Regions from separate parts of the Rattus norvegicus genome. Here all the other regions are linked to region 2. A link is a contact called in public Hi-C data. All regions are on one chromosome and are shown on one strand. Each heading gives the region's core, a stretch centred on a gene start, on an enhancer-like site or on the middle of the called end of the contact. The rest is flanking DNA. Distances are from core to core; before and after follow the strand shown.

Region 1 (3,989 bases), core at 342-2,841, 130 kb after region 2:
ATATTATTCGAAATGAACCATCAATTTTAGAACCTTCGGCATGTAGGGTTCTGAAGTTTTATGTGGCCTTTGACTGCAACCGTGTCCAATGGGAATCCTGGAGCCTCTGATGTTACTGATGCCATTCGGCCACACATTTCAGTCTGGTGGCTTGGGACTAGAGTTGGCCAGACATAATCTGCCCAGTTCTTGTAGCATGTCCTGTGACATCTCTTTTTGACACACATGGGTACTGTTGCTATTTAAAGGGAAGACTTTGAAAAGGTAATAATTTTTTTTAAAGATTTATTTATTTATTATATATAAGTACACTGTAGCTGTCTTCAGACACACCAGAAGAGGGCATCGGATCTCTTTACAGATGGTTGTGAGCCACCATGTGGTTGCTGGGAATTGAACTCATGACCTCTGGAAGAGCAGCCGGGTGCTCTTAACCGCTGAGCCATCTCTCCAGCCCCCGAAAAGGTAATAATTTATGTCGCTTTGTTGCTAAGTGTGTTCTGTTGTGCTTGTCCTTTGTGACGCACATTTATCTCAGAAACAAGGTGGTCAAACCAGATCCATCCAGGCCTGGACCTATCAAGTTAGGACGGATGTGGCTCCATTATGTTGGCGGATAAATATCGAGGCTAGGCCAGGCTCTCCAGGGGGAAGGCGGAGGACAGCTTTGCTACCAGTTTGGCACGCAGAAGGACGCTACGACCTTGTTTGTTTTTAACCTTCCACTTATTGTGTCTGTAACGATTTAAAGGTGGCAAGATAAGAAATAGCATGCAGGAATATCTCTAAGAATAAATACCACAGGCCTTCTTCCCATGGGTATAGAAGGCTCAGACTTTTTTCCTAACCCAATATACACTGCCTCTTCGGACACTCTCTGATCAGGGCCACACAGGTGTGTGATTTTAGCTTCTATCTGCTTGGGCCAGTGCTTTTATTTGGATAGCGATATTTAATCTGTTATACTGTTTTGTGTGAACCCACATGTTTATTTACAGAAATGTACGGAACAGTCCACAAAAGATACTCTGTGGCAAAGCTAACAAAGGCTGTTTCCACAGAGCTATCTAAAGGCATGTGGAAGGACAAAGATGACGTGCAGAACGCACAATGGAACACTGTTGACAGAATCCCGGGATCCCGGGAGGAGCTTTTGAAAGGCCAGCAGGGAAAGAAAATCCGTTTGCAAGGATTTACCACGGTGCACGCCTCCATGGAAAGCAGTTGTGGAAACGCTTGGCAGTACCAGGGTCCGGGGCACTTAGCATGTTCCTAAGACTGAACTGTAATGCACTGACGAGGCTGAGGGGGTAAAACGTTCCACGTCCCAAGGGATCGGGCAGAGGGCAGAGCCGGGTCTGGAAAGGGGTCAAGGTCCGTGCTGCAGAAGGGGCAGGTGGCTGCGGGGACGCGCCTCCGGGGGATGGGAAGGGGAGGGGGTCGGCTCGCCTCCGCGCGGTGCCGCGCCCGCCTGGCGGTGCCGCCGGGGCGGGGCGCACCGGACCGGCCACGGCTGACGCAGGGCAGCGCGGAGCCCGGCGAGTGGGGGCAAGGGGCGGCGCCGCCCTGAGTCACCGCCCCCTCCCGCGCCTCCGCGCCGCCACCTTTCCATTCAGTCGCCCAACATGGCTGGAGCACGGCGGTGAGCCCTCGCCACCGTCACCGCCACCGCCGCCGCCGTCACCACCGCCGCCGCCTGCCCCGAACACTCGGCACTGTGCTGGGATCCGGGCGGCCGCAGGCATGTTGGGCGCCGCGGACGAGAGCTCGGTGCGCGTGGCTGTCAGGTGAGCTGCGGGTGGGAAGGAAAGCTGAGGCGAGCGAGCGAGCGAGCGAGCGGGCGGGCTCTCCTGCTGCCCGCTCCGGGGCCGGTGCGTCGCATCGCGGCTTCTCCGGGAACAGCAGCGGCCGCCCCGCACCCCCACACTCCTGCGGATCGGGCGCCGCTCGCTGCACCGGAGCCTCACGTTTGGCCTCCGGGTGAGCGCCTCCCGGTGTCCCCAGGAGTCGCCGCCGCGGCTGCCGCCCTGCAGGTGGGCCCGAGGTGTCTGTCCCCTGCCCTTCCCCGGCCCAGCCCCCGCCGCACCGGGCTCGGAGCCGCAGACAAAGCGTCGCGGTGACAAACGCGCGGCCCGCGCCCACTCGGGTCCCCACGGTGCCGCGCGTCGCGACACCTGGCCTCTCAGGTGACCTGGTAGGGTGTGTGTTGCGGGACTTCTGCACCCGCTGGAGGTCCGGAGAAGGCAAGCAACGTCAGCAAGCCTGAGGGTTAGTTAGATGGGCGACTGGGAGAAACCACCTGAGGTTAGTTAAGCACCGTGGATGTTGACAGTGACATCACACACGCCTGGGGTTGAGTTTTGAAATGCTGGCTAGGTTACATACAGTGTTGTGGTTAGTGACGGGGACATGGATATTCGATGTAATTTGGCTGTTTTGATGCATCGCAAGAACTCCGACGGTTGCTCTTGGAAAAGTGCAGCATCATCACACTGAAAAATTAATGAAGCATTCATCCTCTGATAAAATGGAGCGATGGCTTCCATCGCTCTGATAAAATACGGCTAACTCATTTACAATTTAAAGATTATAAAGGTAGCCTGTCTTCAGAGAAATCTATAAATTAGTAAACATCTGTTGTCAACGTCTTAGTCGAACAATTACTACAAGTTACATAACGTAAGCGTTCCTATTGTTATTTTAGTGACAAATCTTTATTAAGCCCAGGTTTGCATGTCCTGGGTCTTTAATTGTCTTAAGGAATAAAAAGAAATGGGAAGGTATATTGATTCCTGTATTTTGCAGATAATGCAATTAGCTCAGAACAGAGATGACAGTTTTATGATTCTTTACACACTCCTGTTGTAAAACATTGAAAATTTGATTCCGCTTTTCTGTTTTTCCTGGACTATATTTTTCCATTACTAGATGAGATAGTTTTTCCTATTCATCCTACTAACTTTCTTTGGGCCTTAAAATATGAATCAGCGTGTGCACCAGGGCCAGGTAAATGGAAGGCAAAGACTGGAAGGCCATTAAGAGCCTGTTTTATTAGGACCTCTGATTATGAATGGTGGGGGAAGGGGGAGGACCTGAAATACAGAATGATATTGAAAGTGGAAATTTTGCTTGTGAGAAACCATCTTTTAATAAAGATTTGAGATTCATGTGCGTGCATCTTCTACAATGTCATTGATGAATTTGTTGACCATTCTATTAAACCTCTTCTTGCTTCCAATGGAAGCAAACAGAGTTGTGACTGACTGGGCCTAAGGTGGTAATGACCAATAAATATCTCATGTTACATTACATTACATTACATTGCCTTACCTTACCTTACATTACAGAATGATGTGGGTCTGATTTTTTGAGGAGAAGGTTCATCTGTCATTTGGCCTTCCACATGCTAGGAAAACAGGTGTGTGAGCCGTTGGGGACCAACATTGTAAAGGTTCAGTTTGTTGAAACTGGGATTTTTTTTCCCATTAAATACATTGCTGTCTTGTCTGAACCCTTTAAATTTATTATAATGGGCTAAAAAGAGCTTTTATTCACATACCATTATAATATTTATAAAGTACTCACACCGCTGGTTCTCAGTCTTTCTAATGCTGCTTGTGACACTTTAATACAGTTCATGTTATGGTGACACCCCCAACCATAAAATTATTTTCGTGGCTACTCCATAACTGTAATTTTGTTCCTGTTATGAATCATAATTTAAACATCTGTGATTTCCTTAGGCGACGCCTGTAAAAGGGTTGTTTGACCCCCAGAGAGGTTGCAACCCACAGGTTGAAAACCACTGGCACTTTCTACCACACATATGGGAATTCTGTCCTGTGTCTGCTACTCTGATTTCTGAGCTGAAATCAGTAATAAATGCTGCACATATACCATATGTCAGAGTCAAGACAGCGTTCACGTGTTTTATATCAGGCAAAAAAAGCCTCATTCCTCATAATCTGTGACTTTAATGTTGTTTTTTT
Region 2 (3,922 bases), core at 35-2,534:
AGTCAGTCGTTGGGAAGACAGAAGAGGGGAGCAGAAAAAGGGTCTATCATGCAAAATCACTTTTGCCTGGGCTTCAGAAAATGGCCTTCATTTTTTTAAATATGCAAAGTCTTGCTTGACTACTGATCGCTAAGTCTTCCACTGGGAATGTGAATAATTTTTAAACATTCTTTTTTTTTTTTTTGGTTCTTTTTTTTTTTTTTTTTTTTTTTCCGGAGCTGGGGTTCGGTCCCCAGGGCCTTGCGCTTCCTAGGCAAGCGCTCTACCAACTGAGCTAAATCCCCAACCATTTTTAAACATTTTTGATTTTTATCAAACAGCAAAAATGTTCATAGGAAGAGGCCAGCAGATTATCTCTGAACCTTAAGAAAAACTTGAAGAAAAAAAAAAGTCTTGAAGAAACGCATCCTAAAAAAATAATCGTTTTCCATCATCCAATTCCAGCTCAATTCCCAGCTGATTAAATTCTTATTATAGGGCGACATTACCCACAAGCAAAATCACAAGGGAGATTTTAAGTCGCTTTGTAAACAAGTACTAACGTTTCAGATGAACGTTGCTAAACATGACGATCATGGAGCAGAAAGAATTTTATTATCAGGACAAGATGGTACAGGGGAGTCTGTGGGAGGAGCTCTGGGTGTAGCGGGTGACTGTTTTCTGTAACACTCAAGCTCGCCTCCGGCTTATGTACAAGGGACACCCTCAATAGCAGCCTATCTGGTAGCTTCTGCGAAGATCTGAGAAAATCGAAACAAGGGCGAAGGGCGGGAGTGAGGCGTGGAGGGACAACATCTTCTGAACAAAACATTCTCAAGGATATGCGTTCGTTATTTTGTTTTACGGCTCTAGCTTTTATCACTCTCTTGTCCGACTCCTTCCCCTTGGCCAGTTCCGTTAATCCTCTTGAGGCTCCACCCTCCTCTAGCTGGTTCTTTCTCTCTGGGCTCATTAAAGCTGCTGCGAGCCTTGCTTCCCTCTGCCCTTCGCCTTTGTAGAAATCTTAGAGACGGGATGTATATTCTGAAACTTCGGAGGGTTTCTAAGTGGCGCTGAGCATGCTCAGTAGCTCCGAGGGAAGGTTTGCTCTCCAGCAGTTGACCTTATTCGACCTCTCCAGAAATAGATATTTAACTCTCTGAACTCCTGTTTAAGTATAGGATTTGTTTTGGCTCTCTCTTCACTTTTAAGGTTCAAAGGGAAGAGGCGAGGAGTCCAGGGTCTCACCGCCCACGCAGCCAATGAGAAGCCTGGGGGGTGGAGCCTGGCCAGCTCTGGCTGCTGAGGGACTCGCCCCCGGTGGATGCGGTGGAGTTTGAGCTTTTTGCTGCATCCGTCCCTGAAGAACAAAATAAGAGTAAGGGAGACAAGCTGCAGAGCATGGGAGGCTGTGGGGTTTTCTGAAACGTTTGCTGGGCTCTCCGCGGAGCATGAGCTGTTAAAAGGAGTTCTTTGGAGAGAAATCCATTTGTGTTAGCTGGAAAAATGATACACATGCTAAATGCAGCAGCCTATCGGGTGAAATGGACCAGATCCGGTGCTGCTAAAAGGGCTGCCTGCCTGGTGGCTGCGGCATATGCTCTGAAAACCCTCTATCCCATCCTTGGCAGGCGTTTAAAGCAGCCTGGCCACCGGAAGGCGAAAGCAGAAGATTACCCGCCTGCAGAGAACAGAGAAAGACTGCATTGCACAGAGATCATCTGTAAAAAACCTGCGCCGGGACTAAATGCAGATTTTTTCAAACAGCTACTAGAACTTCGGAAAATCCTCTTTCCAAAACTTGTGACCACTGAAACGGGGTGGCTCTGCCTCCACTCGGTGGCTCTAATCTCACGAACGTTTCTGTCTATCTACGTGGCTGGTCTGGATGGGAAAATCGTGAAAAGCATCGTGGAAAAGAAGCCTCGGACTTTCATCATCAAACTAGTCAAGTGGCTTATGATTGCCGTCCCCGCTACCTTTGTCAACAGCGCTATCAGGTACCTGGAGTGCAAACTGGCATTGGCCTTTAGAACTCGCTTAGTGGACCATGCCTATGAGACCTATTTTGCAAATCAGACTTATTATAAGGTGATAAATATGGACGGGAGGCTGGCAAACCCTGACCAGTCTCTTACTGAAGACATTATGATGTTCTCGCAATCGGTGGCTCACCTGTATTCCAACCTTACCAAACCGATTTTAGATGTAATTCTAACCTCCTATACCCTCATCCGGACAGCTACATCCAGAGGAGCAAGCCCCATCGGGCCCACCCTGTTAGCAGGGCTCGTGGTGTATGCCACTGCTAAAGTCCTGAAAGCTTGCTCGCCCAAATTTGGTACTCTGGTGGCTGAAGAAGCTCATAGAAAGGGCTACTTGCGGTATGTTCACTCCAGAATCATAGCCAATGTGGAAGAAATTGCCTTCTACAGAGGACATAAGGTAAGACAGACATTAAAGCAACGGGTGAAATGTGAGACTGTCCAAGCAGCCACTCCTCTGCTAGATACCATCTGTTGTCTTGTTGACAGACCCACTTTCTGAGCATTTTACAGTCCTCTGGTAGCTAAGTCGTGCTAAAATACATTAGCCCTTTAAATCATCAGCCGTTAGAGAGTTAAAGAGTCTGAACTTTTCTGGAGTTTCACGAGAATAAAATGTCTGATCTTTTTTAAGTGGTCTGCACAGCCTCTGTTACTCCCAGTATGACTGTAATGAATGAACTCGAAGGCATTTTCTTAAAACTTAAGCACTAACTTGGTGAAGGGTTCTGTACATTGTGTAAAAAACGCACATCTGGGAACTGGGAGTAAACCTCTGGACTGAGATGAGGATGTTAGGGTAGTCTCCTTTGTTGTTCTTTTGTGTTCAAGGGGGATAACTGCAGGTTCAGACAGTTCTGCAGAACTGATCAATGAAAGTGTGCAGATTAAGAAATGCAGAAAAGTTTCTAATAAAATGGCATTTCCTTTATTTACTTTTAGCTCATGCCAAGGACATAACTTTGACAGAGATAATTAAATTTTGCCTAGGAGAGGAGTAAAAACTAAGATTAGCGGGGACAGGAGGAGGAAGGAGCACTATTTTTAAATGCTACAGATCCTTAACAGTTGAACAATTAGCCCAGTTATATAAAAATTGCGGTGTATTATAATGGCTTCAGAATGATATAAACTGAGGGTGGGGACATCTGAAATATAGTACCAATGGTTTGGCAATACATACTGAAGTATTTAAAAATATTTTTTAACTACCAAGCAGAATGATGTTCCTTTTAAAGCACCAAGAATTATCATTGTTTCTTTCTCAATAGCAGAAACAGTCCAAAGGAAAAAAATCTAAACTAATTTAGGACCTCTATTCCTACTTGGAATTTGCTTTGTGTACTGTGTCCTGATTTGTTATTTTTTGAACCATTGAACTCAGTGTAAATTAGTAGATTGTTCACTTAAAAGACAAAAATCAGCGAAATTGAGCCAATTCAAAAGTGGTCTAATTATACACATTTTGTTTGTTTTCGTATATTTTCATATCTTCAAGAATGATACAGGTTTAACAATGCTTACTTGTATATTTATAAAAATATTATTTAATTTTAACTTCTCAAAAGTATTAAATTATAATTCTCTCTCTCTCTCTCTCTCTCTCTCTCTCTCTCTCTCTCTCTCTCTCTCTCACTGTTGAGAATTATACCCAATGCCTTATGTACATCAGCAGTAGGCTAGTGTTCTAACACTGAGCTATGTTTCTGTCTCCCTCCTGTGTATTTCAAACAATATTATATTTACCAGATAACGTGTTTTCATAAGTAATGCTAAATTACGACTAATTCTAGTTACACTTATTAGTTGTAGAGCTGTATCAACAGTGGCTATACTAAATACAGCAAAATAATACAGCTACGCCATGAAAGGGAACCTTAACCAATGGCAATGTTCGT
Region 3 (4,165 bases), core at 868-3,367, 200 kb after region 2:
TTGTTTTGTGCGTGGAGAAAGTTTTCAGAAAAGGTCGGTTGAACGGAACGCGGGGCGTTTGCTGAGTAACTGTTGGCTTCTGTGGTCTTCCCTTCTAAGCCTTGGCACTGTAGGACTCCATAGTTAAACATTTCCTTCTGCTGCACAGCCCGCTCTTTCTGCTCCATCGGATGTATAAATGGAAACTTTGTTCTTGGCATTTGAATCCATCCATAGCCCAATTCAACACGTTGAACATGCTCAACAAACTTCCCTTTTTATGCTTTTAGTGGTCTGAAAGTCGTGTGTATTGAGTGGAGGGCACACAACGGACAATCTGGGAATTAAGTCTCTTTTCGGACAGCTATTTTTAAAAAAAAGACTTTTGAATAAATTTGAATTTAGGTTTAAAGTCAGTTTGCCTCAGAAAAAGAGCTGCGTTTAATTCAGCAGCGTTTTAAAATATTTCTTCCTTTTATGTAATGTTGGCATGGTCTTATCTCTCTTTGAATGTATTGCATGTTTGCATGCAATATGGCTTTTGTTGTGGCATATTTTTAAACCTGGTTTTTGTATTTTCTGTGTGATTTTCAGGATTATTCTAGGTTTTATAACGAAGTAAAATATTGTTTTTGAGTCCAGTGAACATTTTCTTACTTCTACCCTCCCTCCCTCCATCCCTCCGTCCCTCCGTCCCTCCCTCCCTCCCTTCCTTCCTTCCTTCCTTCCTTCCTTCCTTTCTTTTTTTAAAAAAAGATTTATTTACTATGTATGCAGCATTCTGCCTGTATGTATGCCTGCAGGCCAGAAGAGGGCATCAGATCCCATTACAGATGGTTGTGAGCCACCATGTGGTTGCTGGGACTTGAACTCAGGACCTCTGGAAGAGCAGTCAGTGCTCTTAACCCCTGAGCCATCTCTCCAGCCTCTTCTTTTCTTTCTTTTGTTTTCCTTTTTTGTTTTTGAGACAGGGTCTATCTGTATAGCCCTGGCTTTCCTGGAAATTCCTATGTTAGACCAGGCTGGCCTTGAGCTCATAGAGATCTACTTGCCCGGCCTCCAAAGAGCTGGGATTAAAGGTGTGTACAAGTTCACTCAGTCCTCTATTTCTTTAAAGTTACAGTTCTATAACTTTAACTATGAAACAAAGCAGGCCAGCTGTGTGTTCTGCCCCTTGCACATTTATATAGTTTGAATATGTTCATCCCCTTGAAAGCTTGCTTGCTCTGCAAGCATACGGAGCTGTTTTTACTGGGGAGCTTGCCTGATTGTAGAGGTTCAGCCAGTGGCTCCTTACCCGTATCCTAATGACGAGTGAGTTGTCCTTAGAGGAGACGACCCTCTCTGATTCCAACCTTAGTGCGCTATTTCTGCCTAAACTTTCAGGATCGAGTGCCTAGTTCAAAAACATTGTACTTTGATTAAATTTGGGGAAGTAAAATAGGTCCTCCCCTCTTTTTGTAGATGGAGCAAATCACACATAAATGAAAAAATAGGATAAAGTTTAAGTATCAGTATTTGTGTGCATAATTTAAAGTTTGTTTTCAACAAACCAGCTTTTATCTGTTTTTATTATGTATATATGTATATATAATTATATTAGATGTATAATTATGCATCTAGTCATAATACTGTATATTGCAATTTAAAAATTTTGCACTCAAAATTCTGGAAATGCTGAAAAACATAAAACCTGAGTAAGACCAATTATATTTCTAAATTATAATATATATTCCACATATATTCTGCTATGCTATACTGCATAACCGAGAGAAATAGATTACCATATTACCAATTGTTTCTTCTAAGTTAAAGATACCTTCTTTAAAATAGAATTATGAAAAGTAAGCATTTTCTGATGCTTGCAAGCTAGTTCTTGAGACATATACTTTTGAGTTTTGTTTAACACAGGATATATTTTTTCCTTCCTTGCTCAATGACAGCCAGCTCCTCGACTTCCCAACTTTCTTAGTTCCTACTTAATAAGCCCTGATCTTAATGCTTTTCAAACTACTTGTGAAATGCAAGCCTCCCTGCCTTCCAATTTACAGTTGACTACTGCTATCCGTAACTGACCCCCGATTGCCCCATTTGTGACTCACTGCATGAGTCTGGACTGGTCTGGACTGCCGACAGCGAGATGAGCTCATTGTTTACAGGAGGCTCAGATGCTCCAGAGGCTTGAAGCATGCTTACACCCAATCTCTCTTCTTACCGTCTGTAATATGGGATTGCAGTCGGCGCTTTGCAGAATGGTGCAGCAGACCGCACCTGAGACTGTCGTCTTCTCTAGGCAGCATCCTATCAGTTCTTCCTTTTAATTGGCTACCGTATTTTCATCATCAGGGTATAGCTAGAGAGGTATATGTTATCTCAATTTAGCGATCTCTCCCATCGTGTCCATCGTGTTTGCTTAGGCATATTTTATACAATACAGCAGAACGCTTGATAACTAAGATGCATCCAGGTACCATGTCACGTATTCGGAAGTACCTTGAAGAACTAAACTTGATGGGCCCTCTCATTTAGTGTCTGAAGTAGGTAAAACATTCATGAAGGTGCTCATGTACTGGATAAGGAGGAAAAGTTCTAACGGTGCCAGAGGCAGAGGAGGAAAAGTACAGCCGAGTGGGGTGTTCGCTGACAGAATGCTCAAAGGAATGAGGGAGAGCCGGTATGGTAGCTCATCCGTTAATGCCGGCGCTCCGGAGGCAGGTGCCGGTAGATCTCCGTGAGTTCGAGGCTGGCTCTGTAGCTGTGTTCCAGGTCATCCAGGGACATACAGTGCGACCCTGTCTCAAAAAAAAAATTAGTAAGAGGAGAGAAGATACAGAATTTGACCTTTCAATTTGCTGTGTTTTTGAGATAAGGTCTCACTGTTGTCCAGGTTGTTTTGTACTTGTTATCCTCCTGCATCAGCTTCAGCTTCCTCAACAACTGGTAACAACATCCTTCTAAAAAGGCCCAGTAGGACACAGTTGAGATTCCAGGGGGAAAAGAAACAATTAGATTACTGATTAGGACCAATTGCCATTAAATTGGGTCCTTTGTTTGTATGTGCATATATATATCTATATATATCTATATATATACATATATATATATACATACATACATATATATATAAAATGAATGAGTGCACTGTAGGTGCCTTCGGACACACCAGAATGCGGCATCGGACCCCATTACGGATGGTTGTGAGCCACCATGTGGTTGCTGGGAATTGAACTCAGGACCTCTGGAAGAGCAGTCAGAGCTCTTAACCACTGAGCCATCTCCCCAGCCCGAAATTAGTTTTTCAACGTGCTATATTTATAGTTAAAATGATAATGGAATTATTGTGTGCCCTGCCTCAAAAAGTTTAATAGAATCGAGAGATACATTGTCAAGATATTATGAATCAAAGAACGTATGTGTCCTTTCTCTCCTGCCTTACCTAAGTAAACAAAAGCCTTCTGTTAAGATGGTCTTAAATCAGGAAGGCTTTTAAAGTTGACTTGATTTGTAAGTTAGTAACACCAATTTTTTAAAAAATAATCTTCAAGAGAAGATGCTATTTAAATGGCAGGAACTTGAAAATGTGCATTTCAGTATTGGCTTTTGTTTCTACAACTAATTGTTATCTGTCACTTTCAGCCAAACAATCATGATAGCGTGTGTCAGCCCTTCAGACCGGGATTTTATGGAGACACTAAACACTCTGAAATACGCCAACCGAGCTAGAAATATTAAGAACAAGGTGATGGTCAATCAAGACAGAGCCAGTCAGCAAATCAATGCTCTCCGAAGTGAGATCACGCGGCTTCAGATGGAGCTCATGGAATACAAAACAGTAAGCTCAAAGCGCTGACGGCCTCCCCTGACTGAGCGAAGGCTCCTGTGTCCTGAATACAGTCTTGACCTTTTTGGAGCAGATGCATGTATTAGCCTTGGAGGGAGTCCTCGGGAAGCCAGACTGTCTAGAATTCTTCAAAAGGCTCCTTACCCAGTCTATAATTCTTCTGACTAATGCGCCGTGAAAGATTGGAGTCGAAGGGAATGGATTTATTTTGCCTTGGGGCTGGGTAGATAAAAAGGCTGTTGGTTATAGAACTGTGTGATCTTGGGGTGTCTTTAAAGAAAACTCTTGTGTACTTAAGGCCTGTATTAACCAACGGGGGGTGGTGGGGTGGTGATTTTTCTTTTC

Evidence for each region. A called contact is a pair of places that touch in the nucleus more often than the background predicts.
Region 1: a contact with region 2 is called in a Hi-C map of Schwann cells, with 4 times the contacts expected there. The contact joins the promoter of Kif21a here to the promoter of Abcd2 in region 2. A contact is called at or near these places in 1 of 12 Hi-C or Micro-C datasets (Schwann cells) and 1 of 1 datasets of contacts at active chromatin or transcription factors (oligodendrocytes).
Region 3: a Hi-C map of Schwann cells shows a contact between it and region 2, with 6 times the contacts expected there. The contact joins the enhancer-like site here to the promoter of Abcd2 in region 2. A contact is called at or near these places in 1 of 12 Hi-C or Micro-C datasets (Schwann cells) and 1 of 1 datasets of contacts at active chromatin or transcription factors (oligodendrocytes).

The regions. Positions count from the first base shown.
Region 1 is chr7:124,056,142-124,060,130 of GRCr8, reverse strand. It overlaps Kif21a (kinesin family member 21A), which reads left to right and starts at 1,591. Exons shown (of 37, transcript NM_001371538.1): 1 at 1,591-1,787. The coding sequence starts at 1,744.
Region 2 is chr7:124,188,564-124,192,485 of GRCr8, reverse strand. Abcd2 (ATP binding cassette subfamily D member 2) reads left to right here and starts at 1,284. Exons shown (of 10, transcript NM_033352.2): 1 at 1,284-2,424. The coding sequence starts at 1,486.
Region 3 is chr7:123,993,038-123,997,202 of GRCr8, reverse strand. It overlaps Kif21a (kinesin family member 21A), which reads left to right. Exons shown (of 37, transcript NM_001371538.1): 8 at 3,616-3,811. Among named protein-coding and RNA genes, the nearest start is that of Kif21a, 63 kb to the left of the region's middle. Within about 2 kb of position 2,117, at least 5 of the 93 cell types and tissues checked have an H3K27ac peak or open chromatin away from gene starts, as enhancers often do. A contact at or near this core is called in Schwann cells, where this site is marked.